6 separate regions of the Sus scrofa genome follow, and all the other regions are linked to region 3. A link is a contact called in public Hi-C, HiChIP or PLAC-seq and promoter capture Hi-C data. All regions are on one chromosome and are shown on one strand. The core of a region is the stretch at or near the end of the contact, and the rest is flanking DNA. Distances in the headings are between cores, read along the strand shown.

The links. Promoter capture Hi-C pulls out the DNA fragments that hold promoters and counts their contacts. A called contact is a pair of places that touch in the nucleus more often than the background predicts. HiChIP or PLAC-seq counts read pairs in DNA pulled down with a chosen protein or histone mark.
Region 1: a contact with region 3 is called in a Hi-C map of retroperitoneal adipose tissue, with 2.1 times the contacts expected there. The contact joins the enhancer-like site here to the promoter of SSR3 in region 3. A contact is called at or near these places in 1 of 5 promoter capture datasets (liver), 2 of 47 Hi-C or Micro-C datasets (heart right ventricle and retroperitoneal adipose tissue) and 1 of 2 datasets of contacts at active chromatin or transcription factors (alveolar macrophages).
Region 2: an H3K27ac HiChIP or PLAC-seq map of alveolar macrophages shows a contact between it and region 3. The contact joins the promoter of SLC33A1 here to the promoter of SSR3 in region 3. A contact is called at or near these places in 2 of 2 datasets of contacts at active chromatin or transcription factors (alveolar macrophages and skeletal muscle).
Region 4: a promoter capture Hi-C map of fetal liver shows a contact between it and region 3, with 11 times the contacts expected there. The contact joins the enhancer-like site here to the promoter of SSR3 in region 3. A contact is called at or near these places in 3 of 5 promoter capture datasets (fetal liver, fetal skeletal muscle and liver), 8 of 47 Hi-C or Micro-C datasets (epiblast stem cells, fetal heart ventricle, fetal liver and 4 more) and 2 of 2 datasets of contacts at active chromatin or transcription factors (alveolar macrophages and skeletal muscle).
Region 5: a contact with region 3 is called in an H3K27ac HiChIP or PLAC-seq map of skeletal muscle. The contact joins the enhancer-like site here to the promoter of SSR3 in region 3. A contact is called at or near these places in 1 of 5 promoter capture datasets (liver), 6 of 47 Hi-C or Micro-C datasets (embryonic fibroblasts, fetal skeletal muscle, liver and 2 more) and 2 of 2 datasets of contacts at active chromatin or transcription factors (alveolar macrophages and skeletal muscle).
Region 6: a contact with region 3 is called in an H3K27ac HiChIP or PLAC-seq map of skeletal muscle, with 4 times the contacts expected there. The contact joins the promoter of CCNL1 here to the promoter of SSR3 in region 3. A contact is called at or near these places in 3 of 5 promoter capture datasets (fetal liver, fetal skeletal muscle and liver), 2 of 47 Hi-C or Micro-C datasets (heart right ventricle and liver) and 2 of 2 datasets of contacts at active chromatin or transcription factors (alveolar macrophages and skeletal muscle).

Annotation. Positions count from the first base shown.
Region 1 is chr13:97,019,318-97,022,543 of Sscrofa11.1, reverse strand. All of the region lies in intron 14 of VEPH1 (ventricular zone-expressed PH domain-containing protein homolog 1), which reads left to right. Among named protein-coding and RNA genes, the nearest start is that of CCNL1, 17 kb to the right of the region's middle. Within about 2 kb of position 1,688, at least 14 of the 83 cell types and tissues checked have an H3K27ac peak or open chromatin away from gene starts, as enhancers often do. A contact at or near this core is called in alveolar macrophages and retroperitoneal adipose tissue, where this site is marked.
Region 2 is chr13:95,722,715-95,725,860 of Sscrofa11.1, reverse strand. SLC33A1 (solute carrier family 33 member 1) reads left to right here and starts at 1,704. Exons shown (of 6, transcript NM_001244245.1): 1 at 1,704-2,900. The coding sequence starts at 2,126.
Region 3 is chr13:96,388,927-96,391,837 of Sscrofa11.1, reverse strand. It overlaps SSR3 (signal sequence receptor subunit 3), which reads left to right and starts at 1,648. Exons shown (of 5, transcript NM_001244147.1): 1 at 1,648-1,875. The coding sequence starts at 1,743. It overlaps LOC106505723 (a long non-coding RNA gene), which reads right to left and starts at 1,492. Exons shown (of 2, transcript XR_001300390.2): 1 at 1,247-1,492.
Region 4 is chr13:96,970,241-96,973,195 of Sscrofa11.1, reverse strand. No RefSeq gene overlaps it. Among named protein-coding and RNA genes, the nearest start is that of CCNL1, 33 kb to the left of the region's middle. Within about 2 kb of position 1,430, at least 15 of the 83 cell types and tissues checked have an H3K27ac peak or open chromatin away from gene starts, as enhancers often do. A contact at or near this core is called in fetal liver, liver, retroperitoneal adipose tissue and 1 more, where this site is marked.
Region 5 is chr13:96,927,539-96,930,428 of Sscrofa11.1, reverse strand. No RefSeq gene overlaps it. Among named protein-coding and RNA genes, the nearest start is that of CCNL1, 75 kb to the left of the region's middle. Within about 2 kb of position 1,613, at least 46 of the 83 cell types and tissues checked have an H3K27ac peak or open chromatin away from gene starts, as enhancers often do. A contact at or near this core is called in liver, mesenteric adipose tissue and skeletal muscle, where this site is marked.
Region 6 is chr13:97,002,617-97,005,713 of Sscrofa11.1, reverse strand. It overlaps CCNL1 (cyclin-L1), which reads left to right and starts at 1,313. Exons shown (of 11, transcript XR_001300397.2): 1 at 1,313-3,097. VEPH1 (ventricular zone-expressed PH domain-containing protein homolog 1) reads left to right here. Exons shown (of 26, transcript XM_021069713.1): 15 at 3,022-3,097.

The DNA of each region.
Region 1 (3,226 bases), core at 439-2,938, 630 kb before region 3:
ACTTGATCTATTTAAAAACTTAATTGGTTTGCACTTGGCGCAAGCACTGGCAATTCATATATTTTGACACTGTGGGAACTCTCAAGATTTGGCTGAATGAGGCTTAGGAATATCTACAGCAGATTCTGCAGCTACAGAGGTAAAAATCATAAAATCCTTTTGTAGTTATGAAAAGAGAGAAGTAATTTTAAATTTCTGTCTGAAATCTTCTTCAGATCAGCTTCTTTTACAGTAAATTATTGAAAATGAGATTGAGAGACTAGATAGTTTATATCTTTTCAGTTCACCGGTATAACATGAAGTCTTAATGGCCACAGAGCAGTGTAATTCACTGGCAGCTTGTCTCAGCTGGCCACAGGTACCTCCAAGCCCTGGCCTTCACTATTTTGCTGGGTCCAGCAGCCTAACTTTATCTGCAATTTCCTTTGCAGTTAATTCCTAGGAAAGGCCAGTGGTGGACTAGTGAAACATCCCAGAGAAGAATGAAATAGAAGCTAATCCTCATTGAATAAAAAGCCTGTTATAAAGAAAGGAGAATAGTCAGTTATTTTTTCATCTCCCACAAGTATATTAGCAGAGAACCATTTTAAATTTCAACAGACTTTAAGATAGCCATATAAATGAAATGAAATCAGTACTAAAATAAAATAAAAAAACTTTTTTTTTTTGTTTTTGTCTTTCCATGGCTGTATCCAGCATATGGAAATTCCCAGGCTAGGGGTCAGATCAGAGCTGCAGCTGCCAGTCTATGCCAAAGCCACAGAAACACAGGATCCAAGCTGCATCTGTGACCTACACTGCAACTTGTAGCGACGCCGGATTCTTAACCTACTGAGTAAGGCCAGGAATCAAACCCACACCCTCATGCATATTAGTTGGCTTCTTAACTTGCTGAGCCACAATGGGAACTCCAAACATTTTTTTAAAAGAAAAAAAGTACTAAAACTAACTACGAAATAAATGTGTGTGTTTGTTCTTTCCATATAGTGGAGGAGAGGGGTTCCTTGGTGGTGCAGCAGGTTAAGGATCCAGCTTTGTCATTGTAGAGCAGAGGCTTGGGTCACTGCTGAAGTGTGGGTTCAGTTCCTGGCCTGGGAACTTCCATATGCTGTGGGCACAGCCAAAAACAAAAAACAAAAAACAAACAGAGAGAGACAGCCATTTTTTTTGGAGGGGGGGGGTTGCATAGAGACACCAAGGACAGCAAGTGATGCTTTCTAGCTCTCTTTGTAGATTTCACAAGGTGCCCTATTAGATTTAAAGCCTATGGTGCTAAATTCAATTTTTCCACTAGATGGCCCTAATACATATGAGTTCATTTAACCAGTGCAACATTTAATCCCATGATAAAATAATAGTATGGCATATTTAGTTGTATTTATTTTTTAAGAAGTTCTCCTCTAAGGGAAAAACCATGTAGTGATCATCTACAAAGTTGAATAATGAAGTATTAATTACCTAAAATATGGAGAATTGGACATATGCTTTTAATCTCCTCTTTCAACCCCTCCCCAAAAAAGAAAATGAAAGTAAATTTATAAATTCATAGGGAAATAAAGAATAAGAAAGATTAAAAGCAGCAGACCAAATCACATCTTTATGAAGCTGGCAACCCAATGGCTGAGTGTGACTAACCTATGAAAAAGCTGAAACCAAGCACCAGCAGAGGGAGGAGCAGTGATTAGCATGCCTATCCCATCCCTACTTCAACCAAGAGACTACAGTGGATATTGCAGTGAGGCTGGGTCATGAAAGGCAGTACAACAGTGACCTTATGCACTAGAACACTCGAACTTAGTGGCCTGAGCTGCCAGGTAAAAGTCTATCCTGAGAACATTTTTAGCTATAAGGAAGCCAAGCCACAGAAAGATGAGTGTAGTCATTCCTATCAGCAGTCCCAGGCTCTGAGGCAGCCCCAGCCTACATTAGGGTAAAGCAATAATATTCTATTGGAACACCTCCACATCCAAGCTGATAGCTGCCGTGATCCAGAATCCTCTCTGAGGTGAAATCAGAGGAGGTGTTTGGAGAGAGGGAGAGGCTAGATTTGAGAAAAACCCTCAAAGGTGTCTGATTGTTTTTGGCAAGGTGTCTGATTGTTTTTGGCGGGGCAAGGAGGATGATCATGCCAAAAAGGAGAGAGGGAAAGAGGACAAAAAAATTAAAGGTTTCAGTAAGAGACAAGTTAAACTTGAGATGCTTGCAGGGTAATAAGTTGGGATGTCCAGAAGCCATCAGAAGAAGAAATCTAGAACTCAGGAGAGTAGTAAGACTGGAGAGAGAGATTTTGGTGTCATTATACAGATATGCGGAAGCTGAGGCAGGTGAGTGGGTGAAAGTTCCCAGGAAGAACACACAGAGTGGCCTTCTAAGTCTTGGGTCCCAAAGCCGATGTAATAGCAGCTCACCTGGCAATGTCCAGTCTGTGCCACCTACTAAAATGGGGGAAGCCATGCTGAGCCATGTTGGATCCTAAGGCAAAAGGAAAAATTGTAACAATGATCCTGTCTACAGTGTTGAATAGTGTGTCCCAAAAATACATGTCCATCAGAATCTCAGAATGTGACCTGATTTGGAAATAGAGTCTTTGCAGATAAAATTAGGTTAAGATGAGATGAGATCATACTGGATTAGGGTGAGCCCTAAAGCCAATGATGGGTGTCCTTATAAAAAGAGGAAAGACACAGAGACACACAGAAAAGAAGGCTATGTGAAGGAGTTCCCATTGTGGCTCAGCAGTAACGAACCCAATTAGTATCCATGAGGACTTGGGTTCGATTCCTGGCCTCGATCAGTGGGTTAAGGATTTGGCGCTTCCAAGGGCTGTTGGTGTAGGTCACAGCCGTGGCTTGGATCCCACTTTGCTGTGGCTGTGGCTGTGGTGTAGGCTGGCAGCTGCAGCACCCTTTCGACCCCTAGCCTGGGATTTTCCATATGCTGCAAATGTGGCCCTTAAAAAAAAAAAAAAAAGAATACAATCATTATTTTTGTATTTTAAGGCTACAAAATATAAAATTAACCATCAACAATGCTTCTGCTTTTTTTGTGCATAAAACACAGTGTATAATAAAGATAATAAAATCCTATAAATATATAAAATGTTCATTGGAATAAGAAAATTTTGTGTTTTCACCATCCTGAGATCCAGGTTATCAACTTTGTGGTAAGGTGTAAGATATGCATGTTAAAGAATTACCACCCTGGAATGTAAAATTGTTGAAAAAAA
Region 2 (3,146 bases), core at 455-2,954, 670 kb after region 3:
TAGAAATCAAGAAAAAAACCTTACAAGCATGAGACAGAAAAAAAAAAACCTATTTACAAAAGAAAAAAAGTCAGATGAATATATCTGATTACACTACAAGTTGCAAGTCAGCAATAACAATTTTTGGACAAGCAAAGATTCAGTTCACCTATACACACTACTTTTAAAAAATAATGGGAGAAATTTTCTAATATAAAAATTGAAAAGAATTTAATCATGACTATACCAACATCTCAGGGATAAGTAAAGAGCATACACACACAAAAAGCTATTTTGCAATATTTAAATGGATGGAGGCAGTGATTGAGAATTTGTGATATATGTTGTACAACTAGTTTGCAATACAAATAATTTCCACTTACATTCCTACATTAAACTAGCTTAAGAATAAACTTTCTATTATATAATTCATTGGTCAGCAAATATACACTTGTAACTTACTATGCCTATAGCAAAATTCTTATCAAGTGCACAGATCTTTGATGCCCACAAATGGAACTTCTCTTTAAGAACTACCATCCCTGCAACATCGCACAAAGTTAGTTTTCAGAAAAGTACTGTTTATATAGTTTGATTTCCTGTGCAAACTCTAGGTTACATTTAACAAGTATGTAACTTTTTGTATTCAGTCTTCAATGTCTATCTTAAGGAAGCGAATCACTTTTTCTAAATAATTTTGAGATGAACTGTTATTTCAACATTTGTATTTGGAAGAGGTAGGAATAACATGTTTCATCTCAAATGGTGGGAGGCTGAGAATGTTTAACTTTAATTATAGGTTTTAAGTTTTTGGTTTTAGTATCTAAATACTTATCCAATGTAAAATAATATATTTTATATATATATCATATGTAAAATTGTATAGGTAACGTATTTTCTATGTATTACAACTTATGCTGTTGGTTACCCAAGGTTAAGTTCCCTGTGATCATTTCAGTAACATACGTGAGTAAACATGAAAAAGAACTAACATTTGGCTCTTACAAGACCTTTCACAGTAGGTCAAAAACTGAGAGAGAAGGAGTCTTACAATTTCACTCTACCCAACGTCCCAGTTAGCTACCCAGGCCTCAATTCCGCTACACTTTTCCATCACTTTGGAAAAACGGACTACAGAGCAATCTTTCGAGCAATTTCATTCATTCCGTAAGTAGGCATTCTTAAGGTACACGCTTCAGCATTTAACCAGGGCTGTTTTTACTCTTTGGGGGACCCAAGGCGCCCCTGCTTGCTGATAAGGAAATTTCGTAAACTTCAGTCCTTCTCTCTGTTTCTCCCTGGCCCACGAAAGCAGGGACATCTCAAAATTCCCAGCCTGGACTTGGGGCACTGCCCACCTCCAGCCTAATGACGAGGACCGAGGCCACTCAGAGTTTGCAAGGTATTAAGTTTGGCAGCAGGCACACGCCCGCCTGAACCCGCCCTCACGTGGCCCCTGGGACCCAATGACCGAGGCCCACGCTTTCCAGACGGCCGCATGCGCTCATGGAGCCAGACCTCGCGCGGCGCCCCGCCCCGGCCTCACGGTGCGCCCGCGTTAATTGTCCCGTGAGGTTCTGGCCGCTGGGCTTTCGGGTTCCTACCAAGCTTTGTTTCCGAACTCGGCCGCTGGATCGTGTCCTGATTGGCTTGCTCTGGAGGCGGGATCAGGACGCATTTGAGACTAGGACCACTTCCTGAAGCTCGAGGCAGGAAATTATCTTGTATCTCAGGAGTCCAGTGGAGAAAGTGCTGTCTGTCGCATTGGTGGCGGCGAGAGCGGGCGGTGGGTCGGGGAATTGGCCGTTTCTCTCGCTACAGCTACAGGCCTGTTTCCATCGCAGCACCACGGCCCCCTCCTCCAGTCTCGACCCCGGCCCGGCTGCCGGGGGCGCTTCTTCAGGCTCCTTGACGCCGCTCCAAGGAGAAAATACCTGGGCATCGCCTGGGCTTCCAGCCAGGGGACTGGCTCCGGGGTTCAGCACTCCGGACGGCAGTAAGGAGTGCCCTTATCAACCCGCGCCCTGTCCCCCTCCCTGAGCCATTGACACCCTGGTCCAGAGCGACAGCCTTGGACCTGGGACTAGACGGATCCAAGACGCTCAGCCCCGGCCTCCCACAAACGGGGTTCTGCATCGTCTCTGATATGTCTCCCACCATCTCCCACAAGGACAATAGTCGGCAACGACGGCCAGGGACTTTCAACCACTCTCTGGATATGAAGAGCGGTCCTCTACCGCCGGGCTCCTGGGATGATGATCATCCGGAGTTGGTGGGCGGGGAAGGGGACAAAGAAGCTCTTCTGGGGGATATCGGCGCTAGTGACCTCTCAAAACCCCCAAGGAGCTGCCGGGCCGAATTAAGCAGCATTTTGCTTTTGCTCTTTCTTTACGTGCTTCAGGGCATTCCACTGGGCCTGGCAGGAAGCATCCCACTTATTTTGCAGAGCAAAAATGTTAGCTATACAGATCAGGCTTTCTTCAGTTTTGTCTTTTGGCCCTTCAGTCTCAAATTACTCTGGGCCCCGTTAGTTGATGCGGTTTACTTTAGGAACTTCGGCCGTCGCAAATCTTGGCTTGTCCCTACACAGTACATATTGGGATTCTTCATGATATATCTATCCACTCAAGTGGACCACTTGCTCGGGAGTACAGATGGCAGAAGCCCCGATGTTGTTGCTCTCACTGTGACTTTCTTTTTGTTTGAATTCCTGGCAGCCACTCAGGACATCGCTGTGGATGGTTGGGCGTTAACTATGTTATCCCGGGAAAATGTGGGTTATGCTTCTACTTGCAATTCAGTAGGCCAAACAGCGGGCTATTTTTTGGGCAATGTTTTGTTTTTGGCCCTTGAATCTGCCGACTTTTGTAACAAATATTTGCGGTTGCAGCCTCGACCCAGGGGAATCGTCACTCTTTCAGGTAGTGTATTTAAACTGTTATGCTGTTAGGTATATTGTACGTTTATGAATCCTTTCGACATGTGGGTGCTAGTAGGAACAATAATTTACTGGAAATCATTTTAATGGGAAATGACCCGAGGTAAGGTTTCTGTTTTACTAAAATAAGCTTCAACCAGAATTATAGTAGAGCAGTCATAATTGATTAGTATTCTGAAATGAATTGGAAGGGTAACTCATCCAGTATACATTGTTGTGTAATGGCAAA
Region 3 (2,911 bases), core at 399-2,898:
ATTACCACTGAGCCACAATGGGAACTCCTCTTTTTTGTTTTAATTGTTTAAATAGCTTTAAGTGTAATTTTTTTTAACCTCATCATTGTTTCTTATTTTCTTCCTCTTCTTCAACTAGCTTGTTGATTTTTTTTTTTATCTTATAGTTTTCTGATTTTATCTGTAATCTTCTCATATCCTTGGTTTATAAATAGCAAGCAAGAAATCTAGTTAAAGAGACAGATCCAAAAGCTTTTGCTGATGAACTGGTCACAGATGGAGAGAGAAAGGAAGGAATTCATGTTGAAACCTAACATTTTAGCCCTAGCAAATGGGTAAAAAAAAAAGATGAGGTGTGATTTCATAAAGTAGGAAAAATGGGAGTATTTTGGAAGAGAAAATATGAGTTTCTTCTCTATCACCACCACCCCATAATAAAAAAGCATTTTAAAATTAAAGAAAGACATAAATATAGATATTTTTAAATGAACACTTTTAGTTTTCTATAAAATTCCCTAGATGGTCTATTTCTTATTATTTGGCTATGACTGGTGAAAACATCTAGCATTTGGGAATACTTGCTGTAGATAATTAGAGGATTTATATTTCAGGAAAACTCATTGTGCTATCTTTATAGAGAATAAGTTGAAAACTTTTGAAGGCAGAAGGCTCCATTAGAATGGAAGCTGTGGAGGTCGATTACAATTTGGATAAGGTGTGAAAGATCTACAAGTCCATTGATAGGGAAGCTGGATGTTGAGGAAGTTTTGTCTGACGTTAGTAGATAAAAGAAGCCTTGCTGAGTGTGAAGTGGATGAGCAATATTTTTTGAAGAAAAACTGGTAACTTGAGTTTAAAGTGGATTCTGATTGTTTTAATGAGCATATTCAATTTTCTGAGCTTCAGAGGTGCCCTGTCCAGCCAACATATTAGTATTGTTTCATTTAGCATGATTTTGGATGCCCTATTATTTCAACTAAATCTTTAGAGTAATAAAGTGTAATTTGTAAATGTATTGGACACATTTAAATTTTATCAATGAGAACATGAGCTCCTTATAAGCAAGAGCGCCTTTTTAGTAAAAAAGGTAGCCTACTATTTTATTGAAAGGAGCCCATGTTTTGTAGACCACATAGCTGTTCTCTCACCCTCAAAACTGTCCGCGTTTTGCATTTTTTCCAGCAAAATGTGGACAATGATGGGCATGTCATAGGATTATTTAAGATATTAAATAATGGATGCGTAAAAAGGGGGGCTCTACACTTACTAGCTTCATCCTTCTCCTCTTCCTCTTCCAATGCTCCAGTGCTGGGTAAACACAGAGCAGGCTAAACAGGCGCTCGCTGAATGAATGACTGTACGACTCAGGGCCAGAAGAGCTTCTTATTTCGGAATTCAACGATTTTGAAAAAGAGTTATAAGCATCTGTGAAGTGGAATGCCAATAAAGTTTTGTTAATTAAAAAAAAAAAGTACCCACTAAACTACAAATCCCCACTTCCTCCTGGAGACGGATGAGTCACGTGGCACTCCAGGACTCAGGAAGTCTTGCCCGCTCGCCCAATCAGGCCGGGAAACCTACGTAGCGGCGCCAGACTGGCCAATCCTGGGGAAGCCTGCTCTCTTCGCGCACCTCCGGGTCCGCCTCCGCGTGTGGAGCTGACGGGTCATTAGAGGATACGGCGGCCGCGGAGGCGGTGCCTGTGGCTTCTGCCCCGCTCAGCGCGCGGCCCGACCCTCGCGGCTCGCTGCTCCAGTTCCACCATGGCTCCCAAAGGTGGCTCCAAGCAACAGTCCGAGGAGGACTTGCTTCTGCAGGATTTCAGCCGCAACCTGTCGGCCAAGTCCTCGGCGCTCTTCTTCGGGAACGCCTTCATCGTGTCCGCCATTCCCATCTGTGAGCGGTTCGAGCGAGGCGGGTGGGGAGGCTGCCGGCGGGTCGGCCTGGATGGGGACGTGGCAGGGCCCAGTTCTTGGGCGAGGCGTGAGCCTGGGACTCACGCTCTCCCCAGCTCTCTCTGGGCTCGAGGCAGCACATATCCTCTGTGAGCCTCGGTGATCTATCTGGAATAGTGGCGGGCGGCCTCCCAGGAAAGCCACTTGTGGCGCGTTTTATAAGTACGCTCACTCGTTCCTGGGCCCCACTCCTGGAGCTCGTGAGTCACTCGTTCTGGGATGGCGGCCCTAAATCTGTATTTCGACCAACGGTCGGGTTAGGATCTTGCGGTGTTAACAGTCATGCGTACAGCCGGCTATATGCCCCTTGCCCCCAACTGTCGTTTGCTATTAGGAGATCTTAAGTTTATATCATTACTTATTTTGGAGAAACTTATAAAATCAGACAGATGTCGTTAGCCCTCGCACCAAATTTCAAGTGTAGCTTTTAGGAAAACCACTTCACACTGAACATCATTTTCCTAATTTGACGAGAGACGTTGGAACAGTGCCAAGCCCTGCCCCCCTACCATGTTTAAACTTCATAATCCTCTTAGGGCAATTCTAGAATTCTCATTTGAGCGGAAAACTTTACTGACTTGTCCAAGGTTGTTTTTAGAGCACAGGGTTCCAGAATGTGAATTTCCTCTCTGCTACACTGCTGTACTGTTGGTGGGCAGTCAAATCCTGATGTATTTTCTCTTTCGTCCTTATAAAACCCAGCGTTCAATTAACTTGTGGAGCCTTGAGGTTCACTGGCCGCAAGGAGCACTGCCTTCATTTCATATAAACAGCCACGTCATAGTGTAAACTCTGCTTTGGGACTGCACGTGGCATTTTGGAACTGCCTGTAGTTAGCGTAATAGTTCTCTAAAGAATGAAATTTGAAGTCTGAATCGTGATTTTGTTGAGTTATGATTTCTCATTTTAGAAAAAGTAGAAATCTCATCATAGATTATTAATAGGAAGGTTATGTTTTTCAGGTATTCTGAACTGGG
Region 4 (2,955 bases), core at 181-2,680, 580 kb before region 3:
AGTGCAAAGGAACCATTTTGTCATTTTAAGAACCCTTCTGAAATGCCGGTGATGGAATCAGGATCTGAACTATCCTTTGCAAATCTTGAACATTTCAGAAAAGCCCAATTCAGCTGGTCATGAGGGATGAAACCAAACAGGGACTGGATTAAAGTCTCCAGGAGTTTGGGGTTGTGACTGTCCTTACAAAGAGCAGAGCAAACTGAAGCAGTGGGTGGGATTTTTTTAAACCACCACTCCCCAAACCTCCAAGCCACTGGGATTCAGTGAGTCCCCTTTGTGGAAAAGTTCTGCCTTGCTCCCCTGTACCCTGGCTGCGCAGGCTATGCCTGTGAACACACAGTTAACGTCGGAGCAGGGTGCGGCAGTCCCTGGGCCATCTTCCACCATCCCCAGCCTGCTGTGTCAACTGAGCTGAGGGACATTCGGAGAGAACGTGGTGAAACCAACACATTGGTATGTTGCCCTGTCAAGGTCTGCTTGTTTTGGCCCCGGTACACATGGCCTTGGCCCGTGTCATCTTGATAAACAGAGATGAATGCACCTCAGTAACCATCGCCCAGACTGCTTGGGTCGGTGAGGCTGTATTCTGGTGGAATTGTGCCCGCGGGGCTTGGAGATCTTCCACAGAGAGCTGGCTCTCTCTGCCCCCACAGAGACCCCTTTCTGGTGCTAAGAAACGCTCTCCGTTTGCCAGTGGTTGACTCAAGCCAGAGCAGGGCGGGGGCAGCCACTGCTTGGGTGTGGGCCTGGCTAACTTAGAATACAGAACAGCCCTATTTCCTCTCACCAGGCCCCCCAAGCTCCACCCACCACACACATGGCCACCCCTAGGAGCAACCTCTAATCCTCCAGGCACTAGAGCTGGGGTGGCAGGGGGGGGGGGTCGCTCCTCCTCCCTGATGGCTTCCCCGTTGCTTGGGCTCCTGGGAAGCTCTGCGGCCGACACCATGATGTAAAGGACAGTAGGCGTCAAAGCCCCCCCTCACAGTCCCTCACAAACTTGCAGCCAGTGGAGTGGTGGTCAGGCCCCAGGAAAACCATGGCATTTGCCACAGCCTTAGCCTGTGTGTGTGCATGTGCACACACACTTCTATTTCTAGCGCTCCCCTTTCCTCACTCCTGCCATGCACCTTGGCAAAACCTGTCCTGTCATTCATCTCTCAGAGACCGACCAAGCACCCACATGCGCAAGACAAACCTTTGCAGAGAGAGGCAGACGGTGGCTCCCTCCTCCCAAATCCAAGAGCCCAGGGAAGGAAAATAGTATTAACTGAGTTCGTGTTTCGTGTCAGAAACTTTAGATGTAGGACTTCTCTCAGTCTGGCCTCTCACCTGAGAGTAAGGCCTCGTTATTGCCATAAGAAGCAAGAGCAGGGACGCTGCCACCTGACTGCCTGAGTTCCAAGTCCAGCTTTGCTCCTGTGACCGTGGCTAGGTGACCTCACCCACATGCCTGCTTCATGGGGAAAATGGGACTCAGGCTATTGTGAGCTCGGAATGACAACGTACATAAAAAGTGCCTAGAGCAGCAGTGTCATGTCATCACATTCTATTAGCTTTATACGTTAAAGAAGAGGAGACAGAGGCCACAGATCGGGTGTTAAAGTGTGGTTCCTGGTGGGCTCCATGCTAATGCTCTCCCCAGTGTTCTTTTAAACATTGTGACGTGTCATTCCCCACCCCTCCCTCACCCCCAGGGATGGTTACAGTGGGCCTTGAAAGTGAGTTTTGGACTAGTGTATGGGAGAGAGTTTGGAGGACCAGAGCCATCTGAGTCTTGTTTGGGCCCTGAAATTGTATCCCTTGAGCTGGGTGCTGCCCGCTGTCGGCGGTGGGCTCTTTCCCCACCTGGGGGCAGGAAGGCCTTGCTGTTATGGGGATGGCTGGCGGCTGGCTCCCACCCCTCCTCTACTCAGAGGCTGGCAGAGACTGCAGGATTCTGACTCGAACCTCCTCACCCCCATCCCCATGCTAAAACCTGAGTTTTCCCTGAAAATATGGCAGAAGTTGAAATTTACACCCAAGCCCACCTGGCTCCAAAGCCCATTCACTCCATTCTTATCTTGGTCAGCTGCTAGACATCTGTGGCAGATAGACAGATGAGTCCACAGGGACTGACACAGTCAGGACTTGACCTTCGTGTGCCCGTGGAGGAAGGGAATGGGAGACTGGGACAAAGGCCAGTGCCTGGGCAGGCACCTGTACGCATAACCTCCGATCACTCAACTTAGAAATCCGACTGATGGGGAGATCATCCGCTCTTACCTAGAGTGCTACAAGGGACTCCCCTCAGTCTCAAGGAGAGACGTATCCAGGGTGTCTTGGGTCAGGCAAACTATGGTTTCAAGGGTTTCTGGAGCTTATATCATGCCCTGAGTCAATACTCTCCCAACTAGCTTTGTGATCTTGGCTAAATCTCTCAGCCTCTCTGAACTTCAGTTTACTAATATGTAAAGCTGAGCAACTAAAGCTGGGCAAATAATCCCTACTTAACAAGGGTTTCCAATGGCCAAGGGCTGCACCTCAGAGATGCTTATGGAATGTGAGTTTTCCTAGACTGTAAGAAGGCACATATGATCCCACTTGATTCCACCCCAGAGATGAAAGCTCTGGAAGAAAGTTTTCTGCACACTCACTCGGATGTTTGCACCTCCTGTGGGTAAAGATGCAGTCTTCACGTCACTTCACTGCACTGCGGGTATCAGAAGCCCTTCTCAGCAAACCCAGCACCTGTGACGGGTCATCAACTGCCTTCCTGGGTCTCCTAGGCCTCTGTGACATGGCTGCCCCCCGTCCCACCACCGTCAAACCCTCCATGCTTTTCAGTGTTGTGCACATTGGTTTCCTCAAAGCAAGACAAGACATGGTACCAAACTGACAACATTCTTCTCAATTCTGCCCATCATCTGGGCCCCGCTTAGGGGAAGGGAGAGGGTACGTGGAGCTGGAGGG
Region 5 (2,890 bases), core at 364-2,863, 540 kb before region 3:
GAGTCCTGAATTCCCATTTTCCTCTCCCTTTTCCCTGCTTACTGAGGCAGTCCCTATACCTGGCAGTTAGAATGGATCCCCTGCCCCCAAAGCAGTGTGTATGAATGGGTGAATAAATTATGGGGCACAGAAAACCAGGGATCTAACTTGAATCTAAAAGTTACCTTTCACAGCTTTTTTTTTTTTTTTTACCCCTTCTTCCTTAACAGGAGGGGCCATCATTGTACCAGATGGTCTTCAATATCTATGATTCCAGACTACTCCAATCTGACACCTTAGGCGTTTAACCATTATTCCTTCTTATCCGCTTAACCCAATTGCTCCTTCTTGGGCTTGTCCCGCCTAGGAAAAGAGGAGAGAGGCCCATGTGATAAAGCAGAACTTCAAACATAAACTGCACCACCTCGCAGAACACATTTTACCCTGATAAGAGGCCCAGACATATCTCTGCAGCCACCATGAGTCACAGTGAGAGTTCTGAGGGGAGGGAGGGGGAAGGACCGGCAGCAGGAGGAAAGATAAACAGAGGCCATTTCCGCCTTTCCCTGTCTTGCCAGGTCATGTAACCCTGTGTGAATGTCCCTGAGCGCGGTAAAGTACCTTCGCTCTAGTGCTGCCCAACATCTGTCTGGAAATGAGTACGTGATTGTCTCGTGAACGCCTGTGCGCCCAGCGCTTTTGACTTCTCAAAGCATTGCATGAATATTTGTTTGAGAGACTTCCAGGTGCAGATTTTGTTTTAAGCCATGTGCACTTTATCTAAGTCCTGGGACCCTAGCAAGTATGTCCTATTTTTTTTTTTTTCTTTTTCTTTTTTAAATTACCGCTTTACAGACGAGGAAACTGGGACTTAGAGAGGTTAATTGCTTCAGAAGTCCATCCAGCCAGTAGCGGGTTCCTGCAAATCATCAAATCAAACCCAGGTCTGTGTCACTGTAAGCCCAATTCTGGAGTGGCCACAGTTACAATGCTTCTGATGTATTTGTGGTTATCTCCCATACCATACATATATTTAGTACACAGTGTACATCCAGGCACCTGATAAATGCTCACTGAAAAAGTGCCTAAATCATGCCACTAAGAGCCAGGTTTGGTTCCAGCTGGTAGAGCCCAGAAATGCAGCTTTAGGTGTTTCCCAACACCTCCTGGGAACTCAATGGCCTCATCTGTAAAATGGAGGCATGGAGCAAACGTCCTCTAAGGAACCTTTAGCATTCTTTGGCTCTCTTCCAATGCTGCAGTGTCCTCAACACGCTGCCAGGATCCTGGACGGACAGCGGGGACCAACCGTGCTGGGCTCTTTGCGGGCACCCCCGCCCCTCTGAGGCCGCAGGCGACCAACCGCGTGAGGAGCCTGGAGGAACGCGACCCTTCGCGCATGCGCAAACCCTAGCAGCGGGACCGCAGGCACTCCTTCCGCGCCGGGGTGGGGGGGAAATCAGTGCCCCGGGTAGGGATGGGGTGATCCTGCTAGGACTGAGCCGGGGCCCACGGGGGGGTGGCGCCTGGCCCTCGTTAGGCAAGGCCAGAGCCTCCTCCAAGGCCCTCGGAAAGCTGTTCCCGTGCGGAAGAGCGTGTTCCGGCCTCCGCGCCCTCACGCTGGACGTGCTGGGCAGCACAGAGAGGCCGTTCTTTCCCAACACAGATGGAAACGCTCTCCTGGCACTGCTGCCTGGAGTGTGGAGGAGGGGAGGCCGCGGTGCGGCCGACTCAACTCAGAAAGCCAGAGGATTTTCCGCTTAAAAACCAAGCTGCTGAGTAAAATAAAAACGTGTAAGGTCACCGGGGACATTCAGCCAACTTGGGGTGGGGAATGGGAGGTGTGAGGCGTCACCTGATAGAATAAGCTACTAAAGGGCAGCAGGCACTGCTGGGAGGCCCGCCCTTTATTACTGTTTAGGGATGAATGACAGAACCTGGACAGCTATTTTTACACTGGATGAAACACTGACTGTGTGTGTGTGTGTGTGTGTGTGTGTGTGTGTGTGTGTGTGTGTATTCGGAGAGCTGGGAGTGTCAGGGGACAGGATCTAGGAAGAGAACACATGCACCCTCTTCCTTACTCATCCTGTGATCTTACTCCTCTTGCTGCTGCAGATTTCCTCCCTAAAAGTTAAGAATTACTTATTATTTTGAAATCAGAGAGGGAAAAGGATACTAATCAACAAGTTCCCTAAACGGTGAAAATAAATGAGATCTCAACATTCTGGATTTGCCCCTGTTGGTCCCCTCAGTCTTTTCTCCCCTCGTTTGCCATGATTTGAACATCCAAGTCTAGGGTTATGGACCTGAGTTTTCTTTTTCCTACTCAAGCATCATGGTATGGCCTCCAGGAGGTCTGGGTCAGTGGCTAGAGGAGACAGGGAAAAGAAGAGTCCTTCTACCAGGATGCCATTCATGTTGTCACTGTTTAGTGTACAGCTCCTTCCTGTTAGGACCTAAAAGAAAGACCCGCTTCTTCACATAGGGATAGGGATTTTTTAGGCCATGGTATATGCTGGGAAGGCAGAAAGACATCAGGAAAGGGTGGCTGCTGTGAATATTCAGCTGACCTGAGGCAGCCAGAGCCTATGCCAGAGCTTTACTCTGCAGAACAAATGTGATGCCGAACTGACCAGCCTAGGAGGTGTGATGTGGGAGACAGCTGCCTGCTTCGTGGGGAACCATTGCGTTACCAGGTGACTTCAGACTGCTCGATTTGCCTTGAATCCATTGAACTTCATTTAATTTTCTCTCTGAGACCTAAGAAATCTGGAAAAGGAGATATTGAAAATAATTTTAAAAGTTAAACAAGGCATGAAATAACTTCTATCATTAAAATGAGCTTGTAGAGCTTCACCATTTCAAGGGGATCTTTTATAAGTCTTTTGTCTGAGAAGCATGGAGACAA
Region 6 (3,097 bases), core at 64-2,563, 610 kb before region 3:
CCACAGCTTGCAGTAGTGCCAGATCCTTAATACACTGAGCAGGGCCAGGGACCAAACCTGCATCCTCTGGATACTATCTTGGGTTCTTAATGAGCCAATGGGAATGCCCAAGAAGTCAAAATTTAAAACACCGTCATAGTTTGATGCGTTAATGCTAAGCGTATAAAATGTTGGCCCATCTCCTCTACCACTTTTGTTGAGGCTGAAAAGAAGAACAGTGAATATAATCATATCTATTGGATATAATCTGGGGTACAGACAGAAAGTTGTAGAATAGTCTCAGTGGTTCTGTGCTTCTGGAAATGATTGCCAAACACAGGAGGTGGGAAACAGTGGTCTATAGGGAAAAGATATCAAGAGTAGAGCAAGTACTCCTCCTTCTCCCAGAACTTCTCACTTCAATTCTTGTTAACTTTCTTCAATTAATCAAGGACCTAGAGATTAAAAAAATATATTATAAAATATATCAAGACATCACCAAGACAGTTTTTTGGTGAGGCATGGTGGGAGACTCTAAATATTAGAAAAATGTTCCATTAAGAAATAGTCTTGGGAGTTCCTGTTGTGGCGCAGCGGAAACAAATCCAACTAGGACCCATGAGATTGCAGGTTCAAACCCTGGCCTTGCTTAGTGGGTTAAGGATCCAGCATTGCTGTCATCTATGGTGTAGGTCACAGACATGGCTCGTATCTGATCTTGCTGTGGCTGTGGCTGTGGCCAGCAGTTGTAGCTCTGATTCAACCCCTAGCCTGGGAACCTCCATATACCACAGGTTCTGCCCTAAAAAAAGAAAAAAGAAAAGAAAAGAAAGAGTCTTGGAGTTGCCTGGTGGCTCAGCGGGTTAAGGATCCAACATTGTCACTGTTGCGGCTCAGGTCACTACTGTGGCCTGGGCTTGATCCCTGGCCCGGGAACTTCTGCATACTGTGGGTGCAGCCAAAAAAAAAGTCTTAAAAATGAATTGTATTGAAGTTCCCACTGTGGCTCAGCAGGTTAAGGATCTGACATTGCAGCTGTGTCATAGGTGGCAGCTGTGGTTCAGATTCAATCCCCAGCCCAGAAACTTCCATATGCCATGGTGCAGCCAAAAATAAATAAGAAGAGCTTTCAAAGTCTGTTACAGCATTTTATTTTATTTTAGTCTTTTTGGGGCCACATATGGAGGTTCCCAGGCTAGGGGTTGAATTGGGAGCTGTAGCCACCAGCCTACACCACAGCCACAGCAACCCCAGATCCAAGCTGCATGTGCGAACTACACCACAGCTCACGACAATGCCAGATCCTTAACCCACTGAGCGAGGGCAGGGATCAAACCTGCAACCTCATGGTTCCTAGTCAGATTTGTTTCCACTATGCCACTATGGGAACTCCTGTTATAATCCCTCCTGAATATTGGAGAGGGAAACTTCCCTGGAAGCAGCTTAGTCAGACAGGTGAAGGTAACGTGCAACGAGGTCAAGTATTTCAGCTAGCACCAGAATTACACTCTCTTGGAGCTCTGTTTCTCAATCCTGGCTGAACATTCCAATAACCACTGGCTGGGTCAACCCCAGATCCATTACATCAACCCCTACAATTCAGGCTCAAGCATAATCAGTATGTTTTAAAAACTTCTCTGGGGGTTCCCATCATGGCTCAAAAGAAGGGAATCCGACTAGTATCCATGAGGATGCGGGTTTGATCCCTGGCTTCAATTAGTGGGTCAGGGATCTGGTGTTGCTGTGAGCTGTGGGATAGGCTGCACATGCGGCTCAGACCTGGCATTGCTGTGGCTATGGTGTAGATCCAATTCCGTCTCTAGCCTGGGAACTTACATATACCTCGGGTGCAGCCCTAAACTCCTCTGAAGATACTTATGTGCAGCTAGGGTTCAGAAATACTGATGTAAATCTTTACAAAGTAAGGTGGATTGAATTCTTTTTTTAAAATGAGTTTTTGAATATGTTTTGCTTTAGAGACATCACTAACAAATATTGCAGTGTACTCAAATTCCTTTTGCTCTATGGATCCAAGTTTTAATTCATTTCTCATAATTAAACCTTAAAATTGAACTATGTGATAGAAAGATGATGGGGCTTCTCATTCCTGGACAATGTCTCCAAGGTCTAGACACAGAAGGAGTAAACAAAGATCTACTCTCTTTTAACTGAATTTACCTTGTGTTAATTTTTTCTGTACAGCAAAATGATTCAGTTTACAGAATCTTTTTTTTTTTTTTAAACAAGATCTACTCTTTTTTCCTCCCACTCTAGCCTGTGGTAGTTTGGATCAGTATCATTGTTTTTATTTCAAATTTGAGGAAATTTGGAGAATTGCTAATATCAGAGAGGGAAAAATACATATAAAGAGATTGATTTCTCCCATACTACCTAATTGCAGTAACCTCCATGAATACATAGACTGCCGGGCATAATCAAATTACCTCTGTAAAGTCTCGACCTAAAACTATTTTTGGAAATTAGGGATTTTCCAGATTAGTGAAAGCTGTGGCTTGTCACTAGCTCAGGCCCGAGTTTCGCAAGCGAAGCTGCTAAAGCAGTCTCTCTCCCAGTCAATACGAATCCCTCGCCATACTTAGATACCTCTGGGAACCACATGCTCATCTGACAGCTTTTTTTTTTTTTTTTTTTTTGAACCGATGTAGTTCACAAGCCTGTTTCCCAAAAATACTGTAAAGCAGCCCTTTCCAGATTCCTTGTGGGTCACTTTAAATTACAAGTTCGTCCATACAGGACATCAGAGTAACCATTTCCACCAGCCAATGCCGGCGAAGGTCGTTCGTCCTGATGCTTCCCTTTCTACTCGCTGAACCCGAGTCATCCAAACGCGAAAAGTTAGATGAGGTAGAGACGGGAGCAAAGAGATCCACGTTCTAGACAAATTATCAAATTAGCGCCAGGGTTATTATAGTAGTAAACCTTGAGAACTCTAACTTGGCTATCTCGTAAAGCCCCCTTATTATTCTTGTGGTTAAAATACTACAAACAGGCGGTTTAGACCTGGTTTATCCAAATTGACAGTTCCCTCGACCACTCTGGGGTCTCAGCGGAGAAGTCACCCTAGACTCCCTCCCGGTGGGGGCCACTCTGGGCGGAC